Linked DNA regions of Pan troglodytes: region 2 is linked to region 1. The links are chromatin contacts, called in public capture Hi-C maps. All regions are on one chromosome and are shown on one strand. Each heading gives the region's core, a stretch centred on a gene start, on an enhancer-like site or on the middle of the called end of the contact. The rest is flanking DNA. Distances are from core to core; before and after follow the strand shown. Region 1 has its middle 81 kb from the start of TMEM97. Region 2 has its middle 5.3 kb from the start of NOS2.

Region 1 (3,752 bases), core at 51-2,550:
TCCTGCTTGGGTCTTGCTCTGCATCTGGACACACCTGTCACACTAGGAGAGCCATCTGATGACTGCAAGTGTGTGTGCACACTCGTGTGCATAGCTGTGAACTGGAATGTGTCCCTGTGTGAGTGGCTGTGCCGGTCTGTGCAGGATGACACGGTCTGTGCAGGATGTCTTCTCCAGAACCCATATCTGTCTCTACTGTTGGGTGGAGGGCCAGACCCACAAGGCCGTGGATTTCTGTCCTTTGCTTCCCCAGTTCATTCCATGTCCCACACCCTGTGGGTGACCTGGTGTGCCCTTATTTCCCAGTAGCTACTGCTGCCTCAGAGCCATGAGGACCTGGATGTCATGAGACATGTGTCTCCAGGACTCATGTCTCCATTTTCTGTGCTACACTTCTCTAACTTGCAAGGCCCTGGCTGCTGGGCTGCTCACAGGACAGGCTGTCCGTGCCTCCAGCACACTGTCTAGGAGGTGGAGTGGTCAGCTCGGAGTGGCCCTTTTCTCTGCCCTCTCGTCCCCAGGCTTGGAGAAATGGATGATGGGCTAAGGGGCTGGGTAGATGGGCCCTGCTTCCAGGGCATAGGAAAATCTGCAGCATGGGCTCTTCCACCTCCACCTCCCCTCTGCTTGCTCCTCAGATGGCTGCCGCATGCCGCTGCCTCTCCCTGCTGCTCCTGTCCACCTGTGTGGCTCTGTTGCTGTGGCCACTGCTGGGTGCCCGGGGAGCCCCGCTGGAGCCATTGTACCCAGGGGACAATACCACACCGGAGCAGATGGCCCAGTGCACAGCTGAGCTCCGTAGATACATCAACATGCTGACCAAGCCTAGGCATGTGCCATGGACAGGGAGAGAGATCCCAGCCCCTGGGACCCTGGGCCCACTCCACATTCCTGGCCACACCCTATCCCCAGCCCAAGCCCCATCTCCAGCCCCAGTCCCAGCCCCTTCCAGGCCACTCTTGGGGAAACAGAGCATCTGTGCTGACCAGGCCTGGGCCCATGTGCCCTGGGCAAGAGGGTGCCTACAGGCAGATATGAAACCGGTGGGCTGGCACCTGGGCACAGTGCTTCCAGGTATGGGGAAAGAGACAAAGAGGACACGCTGGCCTTCTCAGAGTGGGGCCCTCCCATGCTGCTGCCCCCAGGTGAGTTCGACTCCCTACCCTGTCTGTCCAGCTCCCTGGGGCTGAAATGGGGATGGTGGGACTGAATCAGGGCTTGAAAAGGTGTGGTGGGGGGTGGAAGAGGGAGAACAGGAGCCCAGGGCTGGCCTGAGGCCTCCTGATGCACGAGGCCTGCCCCCCACACTGCCATGTTCCACTCTGTCCTCACAGAGAGCTGAGCCCGCTGGACTTGTAACACTACCTCCTGCCCCCTACCACTCCACAGGCAGTGCCAGCCCAGCTCTCCCCTCCACACTGTTGGCTCTGGCCAAAGCTCGCTCCCTGTTCCTGCACAGGCTCAATAAAGCAAGTCAAAGCACAGCTTATCTCTGTGTCTCTGTGGACCCCTGGTGGGGGGCAGCAGGAAGAGCCAAATGCATGGAAAGGGGAGGGCAGGGCGGAGGCAACAAGGAAAGCAGGCTGTGCTTGTAAATCATCTAGAACGTCCATGAGGTCATCAGTCACTCAGCTCATCCTCTCCACAGAGGGACAAGTTGTGGCCAGAGGAAGGCAGGGACTCCTCTGTGGTCATTCGGCAATCGGTGAAGTGGCAGTCTTGAGCTTGAATCTTCCCAGTTCAGCACCTGTAGACCCTCCCGACCCAGCCCCATGACAACCCTGCCCCAAGTGCACCAGTGCTTTCCTGTGGCTGAGGCAGCAGGAGCACCAAAAGGTATACTAAAGCATCCTTGGCATGGGGGCAGGGGCATCAGCCCAGCATGGAGGCACAATTCTGGTGCTATGGCAGTCATGGCTGCATCCAGGGGCCTGAGCTGCCGTCCAGAAATTTGGAGAGAATGGGCTGTCCGGAGAGGTAGTGAAATCCTGGGCACAGGAGGTATTCAAGCTGCTATGGAAAGGGAGGAGGCTAGATTAGCTGAGAGTTCCAGCCACTGCCATGAATCCAATCTGTGGATTCCACACTCCAGCTCTGGGAAGGCAAGGACCTGGATCCTGCCCCAGGGAGGACTGCCCGGAGTCCCAGTGCACCTGTCTCTTCCTGGCCCTTCTCAGTCATCCTGAATAGGTGGGGACAGAGCGCGCGTGTGTGCGTATGTGTAAAGGGGAGAAGTGAGGAAACTAGAATGTGTCTGGTTCCTAGAATGGCTTCTCCTGCCTCCCCCACATGCTTGGCCTGAAGGGATGGGGTTATGGGTTTGGAGGATGAGGGGTCCACTTTCCTGAGCTCAGCTCAGCACCTTGCACAGACCCCATGGAAGTGACTCCACGATTGTGTTTCCCCTCAAGTCCTGACTCACTCTGGTGTGTGCAAATGACCTGGAAGTAGAACCAGGTCCTAAAAGGCAAAGAGCTTTAAGAGGATGCAGCTGCTTGGCTCAGATTGATTTTTTGTTTTTGGAGACAGGTGTTGCTCTGTCACCCAGGCTGGAGTGCAGTGGCAGGAGCACAGCTCACCGTAGCCTTGACGTCCTGGACTCAGGCGATCCTCCTGCCTCAGCCTCCGAAGTAGCTGAAACTACAGGCACATGCCACCATGTCCAGCTAATTTTTTTATTTTTGTACAGACAGGGTCTTGGTATGTTGCCCAGCCTGGTCTCAAACTCCTGAGCTCAAATAATCTGCTCACCTCAGCCTCCCAAAGTGCTCGGATTACAGGTGTGAGTCACCATGCCCGACCTCAGGTTGATTCTTAAATCCAAGGGGTGTCTGGATAGAGAGATGGCTTCAGCAAGAGAACAGTTTGAGTCTGAATAAGGGAGCCTGAAGTCCCAGCATTTTCTCTGGCAGCTTAAGGGGATGGGGTGAGAATGGGGAGAGGTGTGGATACTTCCTAGAGCCAGGAGTTCGCAACCTGGAGACATACCTGGGTCTGAGAGTAGGATCAGGGCAGGGGGCTCTGCCCCCACCAAGCCTCTCTGATGGCCAAGGGAGCCCCCAGGAGAGAGAGCCACCCTCACACCCAGCTTCTCAGGGACAGGCCCTGGCCAGGTCCACCCCTTCCCCTGCTCTGCTCACCCCAGAAGAGCTTAGAAGTCCAGGAGGCAAAGGCGGCCCCCTATACTCTGCACGGTAAGGGGCAAAGGCACCTCTTCTTGTTGCTGTGCCAACTCTGACAGCCCAAGCTGGGCTGTTTGGTAGAAACTTGGGTGAGGTGGGACTGGGGGTGTGTCTAGCTGAAGCTCTCCTTTGAGGTTCCCGCTTCTCTCACCTCTGCCCTCCCTCTGCGTTGGAGTCTCCCCTACGCTGGTGGTGGTGTGTGGGGTGAGGTGGGGGAAGGTTGCTGGGGGAGTGAGGGGAGGACCCTTCCACCCAGCAGCTGAGGTCTTTTTCTCCCACAGCAGGAACTCCAGGGTTCCCCCTCCCCGTCGAAGGACTGGTCCCTCCCCGGCCCACAGAAGTCACTGAAGCAACAGAGATTTGTCTTTATTGTTTTCGCTGAGGGGGATGAGGAAGGGTTGAGGCCCCTCTCAACATAAAAGGGTTGGTGGAGGGCCAGGCGTCTGGAGGCCAAGCCCCAGCCTGGAGAAGGAAGCCCCAGGGCGCCAGTATCTCCCCGCACGCCCACCCCCGAGGGCTTCCTCTCGCTCCCACCCAAGCTGCCCCCAGTCCCGAGGCCCTTAGTTCGGT
Region 2 (3,706 bases), core at 266-2,765, 430 kb before region 1:
TTTTTAGAATATTCACAATGTTGTATAACCATGACCACTATCCCAATCCTCTCTTAACCGGCAAATAGGAAGAGGAGGAAAGTAAAAATAGTGATAATGATTGTGATGATACAGAGAGGTTAGGAGACTCACCAAGGTCACACAGCAAACAGTCTTCAAGCCGGGACAAACAGTGAGCTTCTGGTACCCTCCCCAGAGCGCCTGTCTGCAGGGTCCAGGGCTGGCCCCCTACTGGAGGTTGGCAAGTCTCCTACGGCTTCCTGGGCCTGCACGGCTGCCTTCTTCTTGGCCCTGCCCACCCAGCAGGCCGCATTCCTGGCCTCTTCTGATGATGGATGCAGCAGGTGAATTCTGCTGGGGAGAAATCAAAGAGCACCTTGAAGGGCAGGCGGGGGACAGGTGGGCCCCCCGGAGGGTGGCGATAGAGGTTCCGAGGCTGCTGTGGAGAAATGCCCTCCTCCCTGCCTTCCCAGGCTGTCCTAGGCACCATGCTGACAGCAATCAGCACGGGAATGTCTTGGGCTCATTATCCTGGAATTGATTTTCCACTGGATTGATTTGATCTGTTTCTATGCCAGGCTGTGAAGATGGTTCAGATCCAGTTAGCCCTCGGAAGTTAGCAACTTTGAAGACTTTTCTACAAAAACAATTGATCAGAGCTAACGTTTACCGAGCAAGGCACTTAAACATACCAAGCATTTAATCCACACAACAGTCCTGTGGGGTGGGAATGATCACTAGCCCCATTTTATAGATGGGGAAATTGAGGCTAAGCAAAGCCAAATGACTTGTCCAAGACCACACAGTCAGGTGGTGGCAGGGCTACAACCCTGGAATCCCAACTTGCACTTGCTCTGGTGCTTGCTCCATAAATACAGCCAGGCCCTGGGCTTTCCATTTATTATCTCAGTTAATCCTCCAACAACGTTGTGTGGCAGGTACTATTATAATACTATCCCCAATTCACCAATAAGGAAACCGAGACACAGAAAGTTTGAGCGACCAGCTCAATGTCACTCAGTTTGTAAGTGGCAAAGCTGAGGACTGACCCAGGTCTGAGACCTTGACTGGACCCCACTTGTGCGCCCACTGTGTGCTTACCCATTTTGCTACAGGTGAGTACACCCAGGGGCAAGGAGAGGTGACAATGAGAGAGTGGGAAACTGAGATCAAGGTAGGAGCTGAGGATTACCTGGGGTTGAATGTTCTCCCCTCCATGTCAGTGTCTGGTGCCAGCTCTGTGCAAGGCCATGGAAGGAGGAGACGGAGTTCCTACTGTGTGCCCCACCTCACAGAAAGTGATAAAAATTTTATTTTAGAAATATATTTCAGGTTTAAAAAGAGCCAGTTTAAGGTAAAATGTTTAAGCAAATAACAGTATAGGTGCATGCAGATGTGACACAAATGATAAAGGTGGGACGTGAAGGAAATACAGGGGTGTGGCTCTTACTCTCTATTTGTGTGTGTGCATGTCCCGTGGCGAGTCACATGTCCTGTGGGGCCTTCACTCCGCTCAGCTGTCAAAGGATGGCATTGAGAAGAGGCATTCCTGGGACCCTCCGGGTTCTGAGGCCCTAACAAGCTCAAGTCCCCAGACCCTGAGCCCTATGTCATTTGTCAAGTGACCACTGGAGGGCGTGAGTCACACAAATTCCAGCAGCTCCGAAGCTGAGGTCTTCCCAGGTTTCCACCACCTTGCCTGACTTGGAGATGACGGAAGTGAAGTGAAGGGATTTTTACTGGAAATGCCCGGTGGTCACTCCAGGGTGGACAGGCCCAGGGTGGACCAGGAAGGTGGACAAGCTTTGCTGAGTCCCTGGAGTGTGACTCAAGCTGGCTGGTGTAGGCCTGGCACTTTGCTGGTGTTTCTTTTAAAAGCCTCATTTCTTGTCAAGTCTCCCCAGAACATCCTCCCTTCCCTGCCCTCCCGTTTTGCTTCCTGGGTGCCTGTCCTTCTAGGTTGAGAAACAACAAACAGAGTGGCACCTGGGGTAGTCCCAGGGTGTGATGGTTCAAGGGGCAAGATTCAGGGGCAAGTAGTGTATCTGGGAAGTGCAGGGGACATCAGGAGGGGAATGAGGAAGTGAGACAGAGAAAGGGAGGCAGCTGGTAAAAGTACTATAGGTCAGCTTTCACGATTTGCAACTAGACTCAGCCCCACCAGGGAACTTGAAAAATGGTGCAGAACACAGGGCTTCAAATGATCCCACCCAAGGGGCCAGGGGCTGGGCTACTGACCCAGCAGTTCCAGAGCATCACTCATTGAGGCTGCTCCCAGGGAGGTTAAATTCCCAAGGCCTGCTGTGGGCAGAGCAGCCTTCCTTGGTTCTGGGAAAGCCCTCTAGAATTCACAAAGTGCACTGGAATGAGACGAAGACAGACGTCACTGCTACAGGGGGTTTAGAATTAGGTCAAATGGAGGAAGAGAGGTACCTTCTCCCCAGGTACAGCCTCTGAGGGTGCTGGATGCTGATCCAAGAAGTTCTAAATGCCAAGAGCTTCAGCTAAGCCCACCCTCTTGTATCCTTCCCTAAGAAGCGCTGCATCTTTGGTTAGGCCACATAAGCCCTCCGGGCCTCCCTTTCCTCAGTTAAGGGTCTCTGAGGCCTTTCCAGCTGTGGTATCTGGGCTTTCTGAGTCTCCCCACCTCATACATATCTGGTCTCTGATGCTCTTGGAAAAGTTATCTTCCCCACCAGAGTGCCCCTGAAAGGCAGAATGTAGCAACGACTGGCAACTTCTGCAGAGCCTGGCCACTGTGTGCACAGAGATGTCTGGAGCATCGTTCTCTACGAGAGTCAGAAACAACCCAAGTGATCAGCATAGAGAAAGGCACACCGGGCCAGCTTTATAGTGTACCATTACGTGGACAAAAAAAAAAAAGTGTATTAAGAATTTTTTGGCCAGGTGTGGTAGCTCATGCCTGTAAATTCTAGCATTTTGGGAGGCTAAGATGGGAGGATTGCTTGAGCCCAGGAGTTTGAGACCAGCCTTGCCAACATGGCAAAACCCTGTCTGTGCAAAAAATACAAAAATTACAAAAATTAGCCAGGTGTGGTGGTGAACACCTGCAGTCCCAGCTACTCGAGAGGCTGGGGTGGGAGGATCGCTTGAGACCAGAAGGTCGATGCTGCAGTGAGCTGTGATTGTACCATTGCACTCCAGCCTGGGCAACAAAGTGAGACCCTGTTTCAAAAAAAAGGATTTATTTAGCTGGGCATCGTGACAAGCACCTGTAGACCTAGCTACTAACTGAGGTGGGAGGATCACTTGAGCTGAGGAATTAAGAGACCGCAGTGAGCTATGATTGCACCATTGCACTCTCCAGCCTAGGCAACAGTGAGACTCTGATCTCTTAAAAAAAAAAAAAAAAAAAGAGTCTTTATGATAAGAAATAATGTTCCTGATATCAGTAGAAAAATAATAACCCCAACATGTAAAATAAAGACAGAAAAAATGTGAGAAAAAAATACTAAAATATTAAAAAGTGGTAGAATTATGGGCAATAGTTATCTTTTCTTTACCCTTCTCTGTATTTGCTATCTGTGCATATGTTAGTTTTATAATATAAAAAGTGACTCCTTACTTTTTGAAATACTATCTCAGATGTGTGGCTGTGCCAGTAATTCACCTTTCCCAAAGGAAAAGAGCTTCTAGTGCCCATTTTCATTACAGGAGGCACAGAGAGGGCGGCTGCCCATGCCCC

Evidence for each region. Capture Hi-C pulls out chosen DNA fragments and counts their contacts.
Region 2: a capture Hi-C map of stem cell-derived neural stem cells shows a contact between it and region 1, with 5 times the contacts expected there. The contact joins two enhancer-like sites. A contact is called at or near these places in 2 of 7 Hi-C or Micro-C datasets (induced pluripotent stem cells and stem cell-derived neural progenitor cells) and 1 of 1 other capture datasets (stem cell-derived neural stem cells).

The regions. Positions count from the first base shown.
Region 1 is chr19:39,344,944-39,348,695 of NHGRI_mPanTro3-v2.0_pri, reverse strand. No RefSeq gene overlaps it. Among named protein-coding and RNA genes, the nearest start is that of TMEM97, 81 kb to the right of the region's middle. Within about 2 kb of position 1,300, at least 1 of the 24 cell types and tissues checked has an H3K27ac peak or open chromatin away from gene starts, as enhancers often do. A contact at or near this core is called in stem cell-derived neural stem cells, where this site is marked.
Region 2 is chr19:39,777,405-39,781,110 of NHGRI_mPanTro3-v2.0_pri, reverse strand. No RefSeq gene overlaps it. Among named protein-coding and RNA genes, the nearest start is that of NOS2, 5.3 kb to the left of the region's middle. Within about 2 kb of position 1,515, at least 2 of the 24 cell types and tissues checked have an H3K27ac peak or open chromatin away from gene starts, as enhancers often do. A contact at or near this core is called in stem cell-derived neural stem cells, where this site is marked.